Linked DNA regions of Mus musculus: region 2 is linked to region 1. Evidence: chromatin contacts called from public HiChIP or PLAC-seq data. All regions are on one chromosome and are shown on one strand. The core of a region is the stretch at or near the end of the contact, and the rest is flanking DNA. Distances in the headings are between cores, read along the strand shown.

What was found. HiChIP or PLAC-seq counts read pairs in DNA pulled down with a chosen protein or histone mark.
Region 2: a contact with region 1 is called in an H3K27ac HiChIP or PLAC-seq map of large pre-B cells, with 2.6 times the contacts expected there. The contact joins the promoter of Lsm10 here to the promoter of Zmym1 in region 1. A contact is called at or near these places in 2 of 115 datasets of contacts at active chromatin or transcription factors (bone marrow-derived macrophages and large pre-B cells).

What each region holds. Positions count from the first base shown.
Region 1 is chr4:127,059,466-127,062,884 of GRCm38.p6, reverse strand. Zmym1 (zinc finger, MYM domain containing 1) reads left to right here and starts at 1,731. Exons shown (of 8, transcript NM_026670.5): 1 at 1,731-1,889; 2 at 3,226-3,375.
Region 2 is chr4:126,094,972-126,098,390 of GRCm38.p6, reverse strand. It overlaps Lsm10 (U7 snRNP-specific Sm-like protein LSM10), which reads right to left and starts at 1,738. Exons shown (of 2, transcript NM_138721.2): 1 at 1,582-1,738; 2 at 1-562. The coding sequence starts at 538. The coding sequence ends at 170.

The DNA of each region.
Region 1 (3,419 bases), core at 482-2,981:
AAAGTTTAACATGGTGAACCAATGACTTTGATTTGGATTATTTACAGGACTCTCCAGCATTTAAAAAACAAAACAAGCCGGCGAGTGGTGGTGCCCATCTTTAATCCCAGCATTAGGGAGGCAGAGGCAGGCGGATTTCTGAGTTCAAGGCCAGCCTGGTCTACAGAGTGAGTTCCAGGACAGCCAGGGCTACACAGAGAAATCCTGACTCGAAAAACAAAAAAGAGAGAGAGAGAGAGAAGGGGGGAGGGGGAGAGAGGAGAGTGCGTAGAGCAAGTGAAGGCTATGGTGGTACATACCTTTAATTCCTACATACCTTTAATTCCAAGCTCTCAGAAGGCAGAAACAGGCAAATCTCTCTGAGCTCTAGGCCTGTCTACACAGTGAGATTCTGTCTCAAAGGAAGGAAGGGAGGGAGGGAGGAAGGAAGGAAGGAAGGAAGGAAGGAAGGAAGGAAGGAAGGAAGAGGTGAGAGCCAGTCTTGGAGGGCAGAGAATCTCTGAATTTGAGGCCAGCCTGGTCTATAGAGTGAGTTCCAGGACAACCAGGGATACACAGAGAAACAGTGTCTCAAAAAAAAAAAAAGAAAAGAAAAGAAAGGAAGGAAGGAAGGAAAGAGAGAGAGAGAGAGAGAGAGAGAGAGAGAGAGAGAGAAAGAAAGAAAGAAAGAAAGAAAGAAAGAAAGAAAGAAAGAAAGAAAGAAAGAGAGAGAAAAGATAGATGGAAGTTATGGTCAAAGACAAGATGAATAGATCATTAAACTTTATATTTTTCTTTACTATTAAGACTTAGAAGCCGGGCGTGGTGGCACACGCCTTTAATCCTAGCACTCCGGAGGCAGAGGCAGGTGGATTTCTGAGTTCGAGGCCAGCCTGGTCTACAAAGTGAGTTCCAAGACAGTCAAGGCTATAGAGAAACCCTATCTCGAAAAACCAAAAAAAAAAAACAAAAAAACTTAGAAATAATCAAAATGATCTGCTCCCTCCTTAATTCTTTAGCTATACCCATCTGTCCCTACTTTTTCATTCCTCTTTTTCTGAGACTATTTACAACCATGTTTTTAAAGTTGTAACTCAACATCTGAGTCACTAATGTTGCATTAGCCCTTAATTTTATTTATGTATGCATGTATGTATTTATTGTGTTTATGTGCACATTGCGGAGGTCAAGGAGCAATTTGCAGGTATCTGTTCTCTTCTTCCACTAAATGGATTCCAGTGACAGAACCCTGCTAGTCAGACTTTGCGGTAAACTCCTTAATAGGCTCTGTCATCTCGTTGCTCTGTCTCAATCCCCCAGCTTTTGTTGTTCCGTTTGTAAAATAAGGTTGGTTTTGAATTTTTAACCACACACCTTCATCTTACAGGCCTGTGCCCCCTCACTCCTGCCTTTAAGGACCCAAATATGCCCATGTGATGACATATTCCCTTAATACCAGAACTAGGGAGGCAGAGTCAGGAGAACCTCTCTAAGTTCAAGACCAGCTTGGTCTGCATAGTGAGTTCCGGGACAGTCAGGGGTACATAAGTGAGACCCTGTCTTAAAACAAAAAAAAACAAAAAACAAAACAAAACAAAAAACGAAAAACGGGCAGCTAAGGTGACATTAAGGATAGCCTAAAACTAAACCCCCCTGACCCGCCCCGTCAACCTCTCCTGCTTAGTCCATCCCCCGCCTCCGCGCCCCAGGCGGACCGCGGTGCGCATGCTCAGCCGCAAAGGCCTCCGGGAGAGGGGCGGAGCCGGCGGGGTTGTTTGCACGGCAAAATGCGAGTGGGCGCTTCCCGCCGCTGAGTTGGAGACAGATCAGCCATCCTCGTGGAGCCGCTCAGGCCCGCTTTTCCAGAGAGAGGCGGCATTTCTCCCGTCCTGAGGAGGGTGACGCGACAGGTAGGAAGACCACAGTGTCAGGAGAGTCGTGCCCCCGGCCTCCAGGCTTCTTAGCGTCCTGGCCTCTGTGCGGTGACTGAGCTTGGTGCGTTTGGTCTCTTGCGGCTTCTTTCTGTAACTGCCTTCCGTTACACCTGTGGCTCTCTTTCCATTAAGCAGTGTATTTTTCAGACATAAACAGATTGGGTGTGTTGGCCCTTGCCTTTAATCCCATCACACGAGTGGCAGGGGGTTCTCTGAGTTCGAAGCCAGGCTGTTCTATAAAGTCTGTTCTAGGCCAATCAGTGCTACTTAATGAGACCTGGATTCAAAAAACAAAAACATCGGGCTGGAGAGAGATAGAAGCAAATAGTTTTATCTGTAGAGTTCTGTGAGTGAAATTTGCAGGTTAGCGCTGGCGGTGGCTGCCCATTTTTCTAATCCTGGCAGGGAGGCAGAGGCCATTGGATCTCTTAGTCTACAGTGCTAGTTAGAGGACCTTGAACATTGTTACTTGTTACATTGTTACTTCCAAATATTTCCAAGGAACTTTTCTTTTTTTAAGATTTATTATATGTAAGTACACTGTAGCTGTCCTTAGATACTCCATAAGAGGGCATCAGATTTCGTTATGGATGGTTGTGAGCCACCATGTGGTTGCTGGGATTTGAACTCAGGACCTTTGGAAGAGCAGTCGGCGCTCTTAACCACTGAGCCATCTCGCCAGCCCCCCAAGTAACATATTTGGACTGTGGTTCATTGCTGGTAACTCATACCAATAGTAAGAGATTACTGTACATTTGTTTGTTTGTTTGTTTGTTTGTTTGTTTTGGCTCTGGGGATGGTTGAAACTGGCTATCATGTTGCTCACAGTTACCTTGAACTCCTGATCTTTCTTCCTCTGACTTCCAAGCTCTCCTATTTTGGGATTTTTTTTTTTTTTTTTTTGAAATGTAAGGAGACTCTGTGAAGAAGAAAAGGGCAAGTGAGATGGCTCAGAGGGTAAAGATTCTTGCCCCCAAATCCGATAACCTGTTTGATCGCCAGGCCCTACATGGTATGAGGAGAGAATGAACTACCATAGGTTGTCTTGATATGTGTGTTTCTACCACCCCGAAACAAATAAATAAATGCAACTTAAAATTCCTATGTTGAGAACCCGGAAAAATGGCTTGGTGAGTAAAGGTGTTTGCAGTCAAGCCTGCCAGCCTGAGATTAATGGCCAAGACTGACTTCTCCACACATGCCATGCATCATGAGTACAGTCCCTTACAAGCATGCACACTTCCAGTGGTAATTAATGTAACTGTTAGAACTTTTACTTAATTATATGTGTATGCGTCTATGTGAATTTCAGCACACCACATGTATTCAAGAGCTGGAGGAGGCCAGAAGCTGGGGTTAAATCTCTTGAAACTGGAGTTACAGGTGCTGGGAACTGAACCCAGGTCCTCTGTAAGAGCAACAAAGTGCCCTTAACCAATGAATCACCCTTCTAATCCTAAATGTAAGTCTTAAAATGTTTCTTTTTTAATTGGGAAATCCTGGGTA
Region 2 (3,419 bases), core at 489-2,988, 960 kb after region 1:
CAAGGCCACCAGCAGAAGGAATTCTGGGTCCCAGGGTGTGTCTGAAAACTGGAACCCTACGAAAGGCCGCTGTGACATGTCTGTTACTGGTGGGGAAGGATGGCCGGGAGTTGGCTCAGAACACCGGAGGTCCCTGAGGTGGTGCTGGAACTTTAACGAGGACACAGTCTCATGGCCTTTTGGAGGGGAACTCTCGACGACCTTGACCCTTGCCACCAAAGTTGCGCACACGGTGGATGATCTGCAGCTGCTGCTCAATAGTAGCAGTGATGTCCACACCATCTGGGATATGGACGTATCGGACGTTACGACCGGTCACAAAAAGGTCATCCAACTCAACCTGATGTCCCCAGCGGTCGGTATAGGTGACATTGGCCAGGCGGATATTCATGAAAGCATCCACGTTGTCAATGCGTCCTCGGGCCACACTCTCATCCCGAAGGTCCACAGTGGTTATTTGGCCTTGGAGGCCCTGCAACAGGATGATCAGGCTGTTCTCAGAAATAGTTCGCTCCTTCACCGAGTGGCTCAGTGCCATTGTTCCACATTGGCTGGCTGCTCACTGTGGGCAGGAGCACACAGATAGAGTCACTCACCTTTACCAAGCCCTGAAACTCCACACTAGTGGTCCAGATGCCTCCCTGCACTGGATACACCCGGGGAAACCTTTGCCTGGCTTTCACGTCCCACACATCCCAGAGATCTAGATTCATTTGCCTGGAGAGGACAGGCCCAGATTGTTTTGTTGTTGTTGTTTTTAAAGACAGGGTCTTCCTATATCTTCCTGAGTAGCCTGGAACTTAAAATGTAAACAAGTGTGGCCTGGAACTCACAGAGATCCACCTGTCTCTTCCTCACAAGTGCTGGGGATTCAGGATGTGTGTTACCACATCCTGCAAGGTATCCTATTTTTACATTATTTTGAGACAGGGTTTCTCTATGTAGCCCTGGCTGTCCTGAACTCTCTATGTAGACCAGGCTGGCCTTAAACTCATCGAGATCCTCCTGCCTCTGCCTCTCCAGTGTTGGGATTAAAGGTGTGTGCCACTATGCTCAGTTTATACTTTTTTTTTAAACAAAAAGCCCCCCAGAATTTTAATGTGCCAGTCAGTTTGAGAACGACTACTGCAAATTGTAGTTTATGTATGTCCTTCTGCCAGGCGCTTGTTACTATGTAATCTAGCCAAGCATGATGGCGCACACTTATAATACCATCACTTTAAAGTCTGAAGCAGTAGGAGCACCTCAAATGCCAAACCGGCCTAAACTACATCGTGAGCTCCAAGTCAACCTGGATAGTGGAATGTTTCAAGACAAAACAAGCCAAACCTAGCCAAGATGCATGCATTTAAACCCAGCACTCAGGAGGCCGAGGCAGGTGGATCTCCGAGTTACAGACCAGTCTGGCATACAGAACTACACTCTGTCTTAAAACAAAATCCAAAAGGATAGTCTTTGAGACCTTCAGGCAGGCCCAGACTCTGCTGCTTCCAGGACCGGAGGCCTGGGATTTGCCACTAGCGGTCAAGCTCATTAGTCCCACCCGGGAAAGCCGGGTGCCGAGTGCGCCCCTCTCCTCACCGCGCGTAAGGGGTTTGGGAAGAAAAGTCCGCAGCCAGTGCGCCAGGGGAAGAGGACGGGTCCCAGCGCGCCCTAGTCCCCACTCTCGACTGCCCTACCCACCGCGTGATGCCTTCCGCCTTCCGCGCGCTACGCCTCCAAAACCCGCCCGTGTCTAGGGGCACCACCCACCGAGGCTCAGAGAAGCCATGGCAACCGCGGAAGACCCAGAGCATCAGAGCATGCGCCTCGCAGGATGCGGACTACAAGTCCCAGGAGGCCGCGCGCCACACGCCCAATTCTCTTCTCTGTCTAGTTTCCCACCTTTGTAGGCTCCGGCTTGGAGCTGTGTCTCCCTAATGTCCTGCTGAGCTCATGGCGTTAAGTGGGAGAGAGCTTCTGTTAAATAAATAAATAAATAAATAAAGAAAGAAAGAAAGAAAGAAAGAAAGAAAGAAAGAAAGAAAGAAAGAAAGAAAGAAAGAAAGAAAGAAAGAAAGAAAAACACAACGTCCTTCATCTGATTAAAATTACGGAAATGTGGCCCAAACGTGGTGGCAAACTCCTTAATTCCTTCATCTGATTAAAATTACGGAAATGAGGGGCTGGTTAGATGGCTCAGTGGGTAAGAGCACCCGACTGCTCTTCGGAAGGTCCAGAGTTCAAATCCCAGCAACCACATGGTGGCTCACAACCATCTGTAACGAGATCTGACGCCCTCTTCTGGTGTGTCTGAAGACAGCTACAGTGTACTTACATGTAATAAATAAATAAATCTTTAAAAAAAAAAAAAAATTACGGAAATGTGGCCCAAACGTGGTGGCAAACTCCTTAATTCCAGCAACTCCAGAGACAGAGGCAGGTGGATCTCAGTTGGAGGACAGCCTGGTCTATGGAGAGAGTTCAAGGACAGCAAGGCCTACATAGCTACCTTGTCTCAAAGAGGAAAACACAGGGCTATGGAGAGAAGATTTAACTGCTAAACTTTAGCAATTAAGTCCGCATACTATTGCAGAAGACCTACATTTGGTTCCCAGCTCACAACTGCTTGTAACTAATTAACAATTAAAAATAAAATTGAGCAGGGCATGGTGGCCCACGCCTTTAATCCCAGCACTCGGGAGGCAGAGGCAGGCGGATTTCTGAGTTTGAGGCCAGCCTGTTCTACACAGTGAGTTCCAGGACAGCCAGGGCTACACAGAGAAACTCTGCCTCAAAAAAACAAAAATAAATAAATAAATAAATAAATAAATAAAATCGAGCCGGGCAGTGGTGGCACATGCCTTTAACCCCAGCACGTGGGAGGCAGTGACAGGCAGATTTCTGAGTTCAAGGCCAGCCTGGTCTACAGAGTGAGTTCCAGGACAGTCAGGACTACACAGAGAAACCCTGTCTCGAAAAACCAAAACCAAAAGAAACAAACAAACAAACAAAAAAAATCAAGCAGTGCATGGTGGCCCACGCCTTTAATCCCAGCACTTGGGAGGCAGAGGCAGGTGGATTTCTGAGTTCGAGGCCAGCCTGGTCTACAAAGTGAGTTCCAGGACAGCCAGGGCTATACAGAGAAACCCTGTCTCAGAAATCCACCTGCCTCTGCCTCCCGAGTGCTGGGATTAAAGGCGTGCCATGCCCGGCGTAACACTTTTTAAAATGCTTATGTTTGATTTTTGTTTTGTAGTTGGGTCTCCTGTAGCCCATTCTGTTTTGAATTCACTATGCCCTGAAGGACCTTGAGCCTGATCCTCTGCCTTCTGCCTTCCAAATACTGAGACGCTGTGCATAGGTCATACTTCTATCTGGTCAGATTGTTACTAAAGCCTGCTTTGCTCACTGTTCGTTAAGCCAACCACCAAAATAAT